2 separate regions of the Zea mays genome follow, and region 1 is linked to region 2. A link is a contact called in public Hi-C data. All regions are on one chromosome and are shown on one strand. Each heading gives the region's core, a stretch centred on a gene start, on an enhancer-like site or on the middle of the called end of the contact. The rest is flanking DNA. Distances are from core to core; before and after follow the strand shown. Region 1 holds the start of LOC100281963 (small nuclear ribonucleoprotein Sm D1). Region 2 holds the start of LOC100193088 (WPP domain-interacting protein 2).

Region 1 (6,397 bases), core at 3,262-5,761, 450 kb before region 2:
TCGTTTAATGTTTTTTTTGTAAAATATAACCCCGTTGGAGCATATTCCTGATGTTAAAACCCTATATTTCAAAATAGGACTTCATTTATGACTCTTGTTAGAGATGTCTTAGTTAAAACATCGTTCTAGTTAATTAAAATTTAAAGGACAACAACTAATATGCAAACAGCCATTAAATACAAACGTGCAAGCAGGTATCCTAATCTGTTAGATCTAGATCCAACCGTGTGTTATATTTAGCACTTAAACCCTTTTACCATCACTCGTGTAGCTTTATAATAAAAACTCTAACAACCAGGTATAACATCTACAGTTGTATCTAGATCTAACAGACATACCTGCTTGCACGCTTGTTACTAATGCCTGCTTACGTACCACAAAAGATTGCAGCCGAGAGAGAGACAAGTAAAAGGAAAAAGGGTTCGTAGGTAGGGTTTTTTTTACAACAGTTTGCAGATAGGTGAGGTTGGACTCGTATAGTAAAAGTTCGCTTGTCGGTCGTAGAAGATTGATTCCCCCTCCCTAATTATGGGGGTGGGCAGCAAAAGAGGACGAAGGGCCAACATATCAGTCGGCGAATACTGCAGCAGCTCATATAGTTTCGCCAAGATATATGCAGTGAGCAGACAAACAAAAACGAGGACTCGGTTCCAAAAAAAAAAAATATTCATCATAGAATCAGTTGAACCTGTAGTCTACACTCTAAAGTCTAAACCAAGCAACAGGAGTTTGCACACACTGTTAGATCTAGATCTAACAGTATGTTATATTTAGCACTTAAACTTTTTTACCATCACCTCGTGTAGCTTTATAATAAAAACTCATAACATCTACCGTTGTATCTAGATCTAATAGACCAAGATGACTATGACTACTTGCACGCTTTGCTGCTTACATACCACAAAAGATTGCGCCCGAGAGAGAGACAAGTAAAAGGAAAAAGGGTTCGTAGTTAGGGTTTTTTTTACAACAGTTTGCAGATAGGTGAGGTTGGACTCGTATAGTAAAAGTTCGCTCGTCGGTCGTAGAAGATTGATTCCCCCTCCCTAATTATGGGGGGCAGCAAAAGAGGACGAAGGGCCAACATATCAGTCGGCGAATACTGCAGCAGCTCATATAGTTTCGCCAAGATATACGCAGTGAAGCAGACAAACAAAAACGACGACTCGGTTCCAAAAAAAATATTCATCATAGAATCAGTTGAACCTGTAGTCTACACTCTAAACCAAGCGACAGGAGTTTGCACACACGTACGGTCCACGGAGGAGCTACCACACACACGTACAAATCAACACGCACGCTGGCACCGATCCCGACCGAGGCAGGCAGGAGCAGGGCACGGCCGGTGGCTCGGTCAGTTGGTACCTGTTGTGTTGCAGTCGAAGCAGGTGTGGTTGCGGCCGATCTCCGTGATCCTGTCGTAGCCGTGCCTGAAGACGCCGAGGCCGAAGAGGACGCCGACGAGGAGGACGATGACCAGGATCACCAGCAGGTAGCAACCCACCCACTCCTTGGTGCATCTGAGCTTGCACATGGCTCTCTCCCCCGGCCCTGGTTGCCGCCTCTCTCCCTCTCCCTCTCCCTCTCCGGGACCGGGAGGAGGGGGTTCTTATCGGAGGAGGGAAATATGCTAGGCGAGTGCCTGTCGCTCGCCCGGTCGCCCCTGTCCCTTCGGCGGTATGGCGACGGTATCGGGCAGAGCTGTGCTGTGCTGTGTGTGTGTCAGGCTGTTAGTGATGATGATGTGCCTTTTGCCTTTGTGCCATGCCAAGAATCTGATCGCCGCGGACTGCGTGGACTAATGCCACGAACACATGGCTATCTTTTTCTCCCGCCGTACGAATCATCGGCGTGTAAAGCTGTATAATAGTGTGGCCGGGAGAAGGCACAGGCGACTGATGGAGGGACGAGCGTAAACCCAGGGCACGCGGGACATGTTTATCCGGTGATAGCTACTCTATACAAGCACAGGACACAACCACAGCCGCCCATGCCTATTGCCTACCGCCCACGCCTACTGCCCTATGCACGATACTGGTACAGCGACTCGCAAGTTGGACGAGACGCTTGAAGTCCGTGTGCGCTGCTGCCTCGTGAGGGAGTGTCCTGTGCTACTCACCAGTCGACCACAGTATTGATAGATCGCCGGGCAAATCATACACACGGCAGGGAACAAGAGGGTAACTGTTTATTATGTCCAGTCACACAGCACTAATATCTTCATCTCTCTGTTCATAAGCTAATCTTCTCTAACTTAACCAACTCTACTTAAGGAAACTAATGGCTCATTTTGGTGCCAAATCGGAACATACTGAGACAAAAAGAACCAATAGCTAGCAATCCTTTACCAATACAGCAGAAAAGTCGATAAAGGCCACGGGCATCGTCTGAGAGAGACCTGTAGATGCCAACTGCTTTAGCAAAACCAGTATCTGCGATCCCCCGAGCAGCACAATGGTAATTTAGTTTCAAGCAGAGGTCAAGATCTAACAGAGCCAGCCACAGGCATAGCTCCAGATCAATAATCCCCAGTCCCCCCCATGTGGCAAACACAAGTATACAACCCTAGACATCCAAAGCTCTGCGGCAGCTTACATGTATTCCACGGGGGAGAAAAAAAACATTACAAATTAACTAGAGTGTAAACCTAAGATAGGCATGAGTAGGGGGGCCAGGTAGACAGCGTGATTTCACAGCAAGAACTACTGACATTGAGATATTTCGTCCACCTTCATCAGAAGGGTAACGATGCAACATTCTTTCACACAGCGTGCAGAGGAAAGATGTTTTACATTGTAGAGGAAACTTGTCTTGCAAGGGAGCCGACAGCAGGGGAACGATAAAGCTCAGCGTGGCCCCCGGCCCCGACCACGTCCACGACCTCGGCCGCGACCACGCCCCAAAGGCTTTCCTGCACAGAACAGACGTTGGCCAGTGAGTCGGTATCATTAGCAACAATTAGACTCGATCAGAACAAAGGCAGGCGAAACCAAACCTGTAGTTGGCTTCTTAGGCTTCACCCTAGGGGTTTCCTCTACCAGCAAGGTTTCCAGGTTTAAGCTGTCGGGAAGGATGTAGTAGCGGATGTTGTTTCCTCGCACGCTGAGGTGGTCAAGTGTTACAGGGTTCTTCCCTTTCAGTGTAAGCTTCACTGTCTTCAGATGAGTGTTCATGCTTATGTCAACACCTACCCAAAAAAAAAAAGATGCATGGGTCAGGGGATATTATTGTGTAAAAACAAAACCATGATCCTAGATTAACCTCATCGGTATTAGCAAAATATGTGCGGATCATAATACTGTGAGAGTACACCGTTCAAGTGCCAGAGCTGCAATCATACAGTGATTTCCTGAATTGTAGCAGAGAGGGGGAAAAAAGAGGAAAGTTCAAAATAAGCCTTTCACGATGTATATTCCCCTGTCTTGTGAAAAATGAACTTTTGCATGCTCTCAACATCAAAATGTAGTTTACAGGCAACCTTATCCACCCAAAACATTAACATGGGAAAAATCTAGAAAGTTGTAAACTAGCATTCCAATCCAGATTCCCAAGAAACCCCTCTTATTAGGAAGAAAAATCAATACTCTCTATGCATTTCAGTATATGACAATGTATGACATCATCTAAGTTTCACAGTTCACATGTATTGAAGCCCTCAAGGAAACCACACAAGCCCATGAGAAGCTAAAACTATTGCAAAATCAACTATGCACTTGAATTCCTGTTGTTTAACAGACATCTGATCACTTGACGAATCCCTACCACTAATGGACCTAAAACTTGAGGCAACCAATTGACATATTCAACTATCCCTACCTACTAGTCATCACTCGACAGGAATGCCCCTTGATTGAATGAATTATACAAGAAATTTAGGGCTAACCAATTGACATATTAAACATATGGTTTTATTTAAAAGGACTTGTGGCACAAAAGGCATGCTCAACTCTACTGTCTCAGTGTCTCTAGAACTAAAGTCAGACAGCAGTGACAAACAACACGGCTCACAAGCAAATCACGATACCTACTAGATCGAGCTGAACACATCCTAAGGAAGTAAGCATACACGCATCGTACAAAACACCTTAAAATTTGAAGCCTCTTCAGATCGCAGAAAATTTAAAGGTTTTCCCGCGGCCCCGCTAGAGGTTAGAGTCGAAGCGTACCGGTGATGGTGCCGTGTACAACCGTGCCGTTCTTGAGCTCGATGGTGACCGTCTCATTGTTCAGCTTCATAAGGAACCTGCGGCGAAGCGCACCGAAATGAGCACCAAAATAGGCGAAGTTCGTAGCAAACGGAGCGGCGAGGAACGGTAAAGGGAAGCCAACCCTAACAATGGGCGAACGAATACGGGGGGGCGTTACCTGACGAGCTTCATCTTGGCGTGCCTGGCGTAGGGAAGGAGCGGCGGCGGCGGCGGCGGGGAGAAAGCGCGGAGGAAGCCGGCGGAGCTGACGCTTGTTTGCTTTCTCGGAGCGGCAGGAGTAAACCCTAGTTTGAATGCTGATCTGGCGGACGGGTGGGAGGAGGTTCGAGCTGCTTAATTGGGCCTTTGTTGGGCCCCATTTATATTGATCTTTTTGAAAACCTACTGTTCCTCGCAAAATATGTTCTCTTAAAAACATATTGGGCCATTTGTGTCGGTATTAGTACGGAAACATTTTTTCTCGAAACACTGTATTTGTATGGAAACATGCTCATGTTCCTGGCAAAATATGTTCTCATAAAAACTAAAATTCACAGGAGTCCTGGACCCGCAGTACTTACTCATGTCAGTCCTCTATGATTATAGAGCATCCTCAGAGACCAATATAAATCTTTTATACACACTTTATTCTCACTCATATGCATTTTAGAAAACTTTTCGGTCGGTCACACATCTCAATATTGCTCTGGTCCAAGCACGTTTAATCTAGAGTTTCTTTCAAGACAAGTTTTTGAAAAAGAAGATCACATGGTTGGTATGAGTAGTTTATTAATTTTGTTAAGCCTTAGGTCAGGACATAACTCTCCATTGGGCCAGAATATCACATGTGTTCTTATAAAAACTAAAATTCACGGGAACACGAGAGTAGCCTTTTTCGTGGTGTTTGGCAAATGGGAAATGAGGGTCGGGATATTGAAAATGAAAGGTGGGATTGATGTTCTCCTATGTTTGGACGATGGGAAATGGAGATAGGGAAATAAAGACTAGCGTACTTATTCGGTACCCCTTCCTTTTATCTCAATCCATTTCCTCATCCCTATCTCAATCCCATCCAAACATGTGCTTGTGTGCAGCTTGATGAAATGACTGCATAACCACATATTATATCTAGTGCTTGTGTTATGCGTACCTTGTTAAAACGACTGCATTAACATGTTGTGTAGAACTGAAGGCACGAGGTCATCACGGCTAGAAAACATGACGAGACATCACCGGCTCAGATATGATCACGCTAATCACTTCTAAACTAAAAGTGCAACCGTTATATATAAGGTTTATATTTGATAGATTTTGTGAATTGATATTGTACCAAAAAAATGTTTTTTTTTGAATTATTCACATTATCACATGGATTGCATTGAGAGAAGGATTGGTTGCATATGGAAAGCTTTGTCCTATGAAGCTTTATTTGCTCGAAGTTTCATGTTATCAGAATAGAAAAAGGCAAAGGCCCAGCCAGCAGTGAACAAAGATAGGAGAATTAATCTTGTTCCTTAAAACCTGAAGCCTTTTGAAGCGCTCTCCGCGATTCATGGCTCTCCTGCCACTGCTGCGTCGACGCGTGGCGTGTGCTCACGGACCCGAAAATGTGCTTCAATTCAGTAGAGCTGCGAACGTAGCGTCCCGTATTCCTCTCTCTCAATCACTTCCACCTCCGCCTTCGTATGCCTTCTCCTACACGGCTGGGCCCGCATCCCCTCCCCCTCGGATTCTTCGACGACTGCTGCCTTTTGCTCGCACCAGCCAGTTTCGCCCGACGAACTCGGTCGACGAGGGGCCACATCGTTCGGAAGGAACTGAGCCTCCGGCAAGGGTGCCATCGAAACCACAACCAGCAGGCTAGCCGCCTTCGTCTCCCTCGCGCGCCTCGGCCTCCCAGCTGTCGACGCCGACCTCCACAACCTCGACCTTCTGCTCGGCTTCAAGAACCGTGTCCACCTCACCGCCGCCAACGTCCTTGCGGGGGCTGTCCACTCGAACAGGCATTCGTCCGTCACCGCGTGCTCCATCCACGAGCTCCATTTCCTTTGTCTCTCTAGGCCCCGCTGCAGGCTGCCCCTCGCGTTCGGATCCAAGACGCGCTCGCCCAGCCCGCCGCGTTCATCCTCATCGCCGTTGGTGGCCATGTCGTTCGGGAATGGTGGCCTGGCCTGGAAAGCGACCTAATGTACTCCCTCGATGTCCTGCCC
Region 2 (6,630 bases), core at 3,759-6,258:
CGGGTGGCCGGGGTCGCTGGCGGCGTCGGGTCTTCCTGGGCGCAGGGATGGCGCGGTCACGGTAGAGAGAAGAGAGAGGGAAGAGAAGGGAGGAGAGAGAGAGGCCAGGTGGGAGAAGCAGGTGGCGGCGGCCAGAGGAAGGAGGCGCGCGCGGCTAGGTTAGGGAGGCGGTGGCTGCTTGTTGGGCCTTGGGCCGTTAGTTAGGTTAGGTTTTAGTTTTTTTCTTCTTTTTTTTCTATTTTCTTTTTCTAAATTTGAAATATATTTTTAAATAACCCTAAAATTCATAATGATGAAACCAAAATTATTTATAAATAAAAAAAGTTATTTTTGGACTAGTACTTATTATATTATTTATTTGGATTTTTACTTAACAAGAAATGCTATTCGATATCCAAAATCAATTAAGAGAAATAAAAATCATTGAGTAGTTAAATCATTTAGTAGTTAAAACAGTCACATGTCAATCAATAGCGACCAACCGTCGGATGTCCACCTGTCTCTATAGCGACCAACCTTGAGTAGTTAAATTTCTAGACTTTTAGCGACCAATGGCCCGTCGCTACAAATGCATTTAGCGACCAACTGTCGGTACATAATTTTTAGCGACCAACCGTATGTCCCTAATAAGGGTCGCTAAAGATCAACCGTCGTATAGTGTATATTTTAGAGTTATTTGAAACTTTTATGGATTGTATTTATAAATTTTTTTACCAATTATCACTTTTATACATATATTCATAATTTGCATGATAACCTAAAAGGACCAAGAGGACACCAATTATGTTGACTATACCAAGTAGTAGGACTACAATTAGAATGCAAGCGTCATGTCATTATACACATCTTGATTCTATAGTCATATGCTACTAGACTTAATATTGCTTTATTTAAATACATGATAATACTTTTATTGCCGTATTTCATTGTCTTATATTTATTGTGACCTTCTGCCTTATATTAAAATGTCTTATAAATTGTTATTTATATTATGATGGGTCAAATTATATGGCTAGTTCTATGCTCTATAGTATGATGTGTGGTATTGTTTTATGGTTTTTGATGGTTATAACTGTTATAACCGGGTTTTCAATCGGATAGCTTTGTTTTATAAGGTATTGTGTTATGACTTTCTAATTATATGAATGCACTTATATTTGTGGGATATTTCTTTAATACTCTGTGAGATATTCTTTAACATTTCATAAATTTGTGTATATTCATATATTATTACTATTTTTATATGGATGTATGATTTATGTGCATTTTTGAAGTCAATTGAGGCTACATATTAAAGCTGTCCGGCTAGTTAATAGAACTGTTTGGGCTGCGGCTGCTGGTACCGTTTGTTTTGCAGTTGCTGCAGTGCTTTTAGCTGAGAAGCTGTTCAGCTGGTACCGTGTTTTTAGCTACAATAAGCCAGCCAAGCCCCGCCACGATTTTTACCGACCGTATGTCAGATTTCGACCGTAATTGGGGTATTTTTTACTGAGCTTTCGCTTGATGTCGTTATGGTCTTCGAAGTTATCATTTTCATTTTTGATTCCGAAAAAAAATATAAAAACGGAAATAATTTTAGTGTAAAACTGGGCGCATATCCGAGGGTGGGCCTATGCTTGTTCTTCCGTTCGGCGAGCCTACACATGTATGGGCCCGATGGGCGCCCTCGGCCGCAGCCCATGAGCCCCACAGCGCGTGCTGCCGCTGCCACTTTTGCACGCGTTTCCCACAGTCAACACAGCCCAGACGAGGTAGATCGCATACGCGCGCCGGCGCGTATCCCACTTGTCTTCGTCTTGGGGAAATTGGCAAACTCTTTCCATATAGGAGTAAGAAACCTCTCAGTAAGCTGCAAACAGTCAGTCACCCGATTTGCCAATCCAACCCAATTTATGCACAGACCTGCAGTAATTTTTTTAACAGAACACGCGTAGTTTCAGACGTCATTCACCACAGCCTACACTGCATCAGTGTAACGAAACTATACTACCTACTGGCTACAGCTACAGTAAGACAGCAGGACACGCGTTAAGGCATCGCAACCCCGGCGAGCTAATTTACAGGCAGAAGAGAGCACCAGCTGACGGCATCATGTCGGCACAGCCTCGTCAAATGGGGCCGAGACCCGCGCGAAGAACACCTTCAGGGACAGGCATAGCATTACCAGCTGGACGAGGCCAAAGAGGGACGCTCTGAAGGTCCTGCTCTGCATCTTCAGGACCTCGGTCGTCCGGTTGAGCTCCTTCTCCCGGACCTCCAGCTTGTCTACCTGCTCTTTCAGCATCACGATCTTGCTCTCCGTCTCTCGTAGCTTGAGCAGCATTCTGGTCTTGTCCCCGGCAGACAGCGCCCTGTGCTCCTCCAAGGCCACCCGGTCCTCCGCTCGGACCTGCCAATTCTGGCTCGCTTTCAACATCAACAGACACTGAATTTCAGCCTCTAGTTTCTCCTGGAGATGGCGCTCCAGCTCTGTCTCCAATTGGTCGATGCTAGCTGCTGCCTCCTCCAACTCCTCCTCCAGCGCTGCCCTGTCTGCAGTACCGATGAGTATTTGAAGCTTGGAAAGCATCAGGTCTTTCTCTCTGATGGTGTTTGATGCTTCTTTCACTTTCTGTTCAAGATGTTCCATCTTCTCACTCAGTTCCAACACATCAGCCTCACTATACGGCAAAAGGATCACATCTTGGTCTTTGTTACCGGAAGTGGATTCCTCCGCCTCAAGTTCTTTGCCAAGTTCTGATAATTTTCGTATCTCTAAGCAGCACACACAAAAAAAGAGGTGGTTAATACAAACATAAACTAGAGCTCAAAGACTAAACAATTTTTAAATAACCACACCAATCAAGCGATATGTTTCAAGAATATTTCACTAATAACTGGGATGACACAGCTTTGTTATAACCAAGAACCACTATAGTTTGGTGATCCGTTAGAACTAGAACTAGCCAAAAGCATCAAAATACTCCAGAAGTGCACACCTGTCCCTTATCTTATATTGTGAATCAACCAATGATTATTTTTTCTTTTATTTTCAAAATGATGTGAGAGCAAATTTTGTTACTGATGTGGAAAGCATGCTTCATAATACCAGGAAGGATCGTTGTCTGTGTCTATGGAATGAAAGAAAAATAGTAAATGCAAGGCAGGGAGCTCTATAGTCATGAGCTTTTGTGTATTTTGACAAATGCAGCACTGAACAAGACACAATTACTCGTTCTTTAGAAGGGGGAGGTGTGAGCAAACTATCGTCACATATAACCGGACAAAACAACCTGATATAACTGGACAAAACAACATGTTTAGTAAATAATGCATGGCGCATGACCAAAGCAAGCATGGACATGTTTGAAGAAAAGCAAGACTTAAAAAGAAAGGTGTGGTCTGGAAAAGTTACTTCAGCCAGCAAAGCTGTAACTCCATGAAATTCCAAGTTTCCATGTACCATAAAAACACTGTACATATACTGTGTTCCTTAAGCAAAAGTATTAAACAAGTCATGACACATTTCGAACATGGTTGAAAATTACATAGTGTAAGAAGGTACACAAGCAATTTTTTGTTTTTTTTTTTTAAAGTGCATGAGAAACATGAATAAGGTTAAGATCTTTTTTTTTACCATTTTCGAGGATTTGCTGTGTCGTATGAAGTGAGGAAACCGATTCAGCAAAAGGATCACCATTTCTATCTTGGTTCACCCAGCTCCATTCATTCTCATCATTTTGCTCTTCGCTACTTATTATCATTTCCTCACCAACGTCACTGTCCCTTTTGTATGCTGACTGGACCTCCTCGCTTTGGCGGTCCTCACTCCTATCCCCATCATAGTTCATCGACATTGTCCTACACCTGTAGTTGCTGAAAGCATCACCTGCGCGCATCAGATGCTATCAAGTAAGGTTCAGCGAAGGAAGCGTGTCCCCTGTCCCTAATAGCCCTTCAGTGTGCCTTGCGCCCTTTTCCTGCAAAGCCAAAAAATCCTTCACCCTAAACCCTTTTCCCTATTACAATCTCCAGCGGTCTTCAGCCCTATTACACCTAGCGAATAGCCAGCCAGCCCATCGCTAGCACCAAAAAAAAATTGATGTTGAACTGCAGCGGGTTGTCAGGAGGTTGCCTCCTTACTCTTTCTCCACCTCCTTAATCTGCACCGCTTCCTTGGTGGCGTCTCTACAAACAACTTATCTAGTGGTCCTAATGCCTTTAGGGGAGAGGGAGAGCTATCGACCACTGCCTTTCATCGAAAGGCAACTTTGGAGGGGAAAGCACAGGATTCTCTGTCCTAATGCCAATACCAAAAGTTGAAGTTGGTGTTGTAATGTTGTTGAGGCGCAAATCAGCTAACGTATTTGACTATCTGCATCTCCAAATTGAGGTTACCTTGCCCTGATTCGGATCAGAATCATGAGGCGGCTCTGGAGGATACTGGTCTAAATTTTCTGCCCTAGTTGTAAACTCCAATTTAGGCATGCTAATTTCACCTCTATCTCTCTTTTTTTTTTTGTGTGTCTAAATCCTATGTGCTGAAATGAAAGACAAGGAAGCCCGATTGTGAATGTGGCTGAAGCTCCTGAAATCCAGCTCCCAGGGTTGGGTTCTGTGTTTCATCACACTCCTCCATCAAATGAACAATCCTCGTAAGCAGCCAGCAAAACACAGAATTCCACGAAACTATATATACTACACTACGAGACGTCGCCCTCGGTCACAACAAACCAGAAATTTCACGGGAAATTCCGAAATAAACCGGACCAACCTAGAGCGGCGGAGAAACCACACGCACCTGACGCGACGGAAGTTCCTGGGATTGGGACGCCGGGAGGCTAGCGGGGTGCGACCGTGCGAGAGGAGACAGCAAGAGCCGGTGGGGGGCGGGGGCGGGGCCGCCTGGAACGCAGGGAATATAGTATATGCAGCCCCGTAAGGATTTCCGTGAAGCAGCGGATAAACTGTGCGGCACGGAAGAGGGGAGGTTGAGGAAAGCACGAAACGAAGCCGGGGAAGAAAAGGATGTCCGTCAAGGAAGAAGAAGAAGAAGAAGAGTAGTTAACACGAGCACACGATGATGCTGGGAACCGGGGGGGATTCCGTTCCAGATACCGGTTGTCTGCGGTTTGACGGAACGTGGGTTCGGCCCGCTGTAGACCGTAATCTGAACTCCTAGTAGAAAAGAGAAGGCCGTGTGGGGGCGCTGCGGGGGGAATTGCTGGTCTTCGGGCTTTGCCAGTCGCAGAAGCCCGCTTTTGTGGAGTTTTATTGGGCCATGCTTTATCCAGGTTATATAGCTGCTGGACATACGATTAGTTGGTAGCTGTACCGATCGACCAACCTAGTCGACCGCAGTTAAAGCCACGGGGAATCATAAGAACCCAAGTTTATCATTAGAGTTGTATCGTGCAGCAGCAGCGGAAGTGCCGCTAAATAAAATAAAAAAAGACAAGTGGAGAGTGCTACGTGTCCACGTAGAGTATGGACAATGACGTGAGCTTTGCAGCTCAAAGTCCCGGTCGACCACGTATGGATGGCGGACTTGGCATCCGAGGGGTAACCACTCCTGTTGTCGGACACTGTGCTCGCCACCCTTCACCCTCTCGCCTCTCGGATGCAGCAGAGCCCATCGTCGCCTGGTGCGGTGGTGCCACCCTTCACCCTCTCGGAGGCATACTTTGGTGGGCACGCACGACGCGAGAGGGGCACGCGGACACACACGGCCCCCTTTTCCTCAGCTCTTATCGCTGTCGGGCCGCCCCCACGGCCGCAGCTGGGGCAGCCCGCGGCCGTCGCTCTGGTTCGTCCCCCTTTTCCTCGCCGGCTGAGCCCTCTCCCCTGTGTCCCTGTCTCTGTCTGTCTGCACTCTGTAGACTGTTGTAGGATGCATGGATTGGTCCGCTGTTCACGGTGGACACACTACCAGGCCACCCAACAAGCTAGCGACGGCTCACTATGGCGCGGCCATCGGTACGGGTCCGCGAGTGAGGCATCAGCATCACCTCCTTCCTTCCCATCCTCAGCTGCCTCGCCTCGCCGCCTTCGCTCTCTCCCGTCCCGACCGGCTCATCTGCCAACAAAAGTCCATTCATGTCATCGGACACGGGCGCCCTCCCCTCTGGCCGGTACTAGTAGGAGTAGCCGAGTAGTACTCGGTGCTAGCAGCTGCCTGCTCGATCAGGGGACACGGATGAATGATACGTGGCCGGCCGTCCAGTCCACAGACGCGCCATCACCGCCCACAGCCTGCCACTGTCGTTCCCCGCGCTGCAGGCACCCGGCCCGCCGTCGCTGCCCACCACTCCAGTTTGCTGCTCCTTCCATCCCCACTGTAGTACTAGCGAATTGCATACATTTCTTAACCCGTTTCAGGTACTCGTACTCTATTACAGTCCACAAGCTCTCTGGTCATTATACATTGCTATTCTCAATGGTGATTTCACGCACATTTAGTACTGTGCAACATCAGATTCCTTGATGACATGACATATAGCATTCAAGAGGATTTGAGTTTCATGAGGATGAAACGCTTTCAACTCGATTCTAAGTTCTTGAAAACCGTCTAAAACCTAGCGATTTGCTTCACCTTCACATATTTCATCGGCTTCTATTGGCCATTGATTTGCAACGTGTAATTGATATGTT

What was found. A called contact is a pair of places that touch in the nucleus more often than the background predicts.
Region 1: a contact with region 2 is called in a Hi-C map of tassel, with 4 times the contacts expected there. The contact joins the promoter of LOC100281963 here to the promoter of LOC100193088 in region 2. A contact is called at or near these places in 8 of 25 Hi-C or Micro-C datasets (bundle sheath, ear, endosperm and 3 more).

Annotation. Positions count from the first base shown.
Region 1 is chr2:41,027,342-41,033,738 of Zm-B73-REFERENCE-NAM-5.0, reverse strand. It overlaps LOC100281963 (small nuclear ribonucleoprotein Sm D1), which reads right to left and starts at 4,511. Exons shown (of 4, transcript NM_001154881.3): 1 at 4,366-4,511; 2 at 4,167-4,243; 3 at 2,996-3,187; 4 at 2,333-2,911. The coding sequence starts at 4,379. The coding sequence ends at 2,847.
Region 2 is chr2:40,574,454-40,581,083 of Zm-B73-REFERENCE-NAM-5.0, reverse strand. It overlaps LOC100193088 (WPP domain-interacting protein 2), which reads right to left and starts at 5,008. Exons shown (of 3, transcript NM_001138251.1): 1 at 4,781-5,008; 2 at 3,617-3,868; 3 at 1,875-2,754. The coding sequence starts at 3,836. The coding sequence ends at 2,090.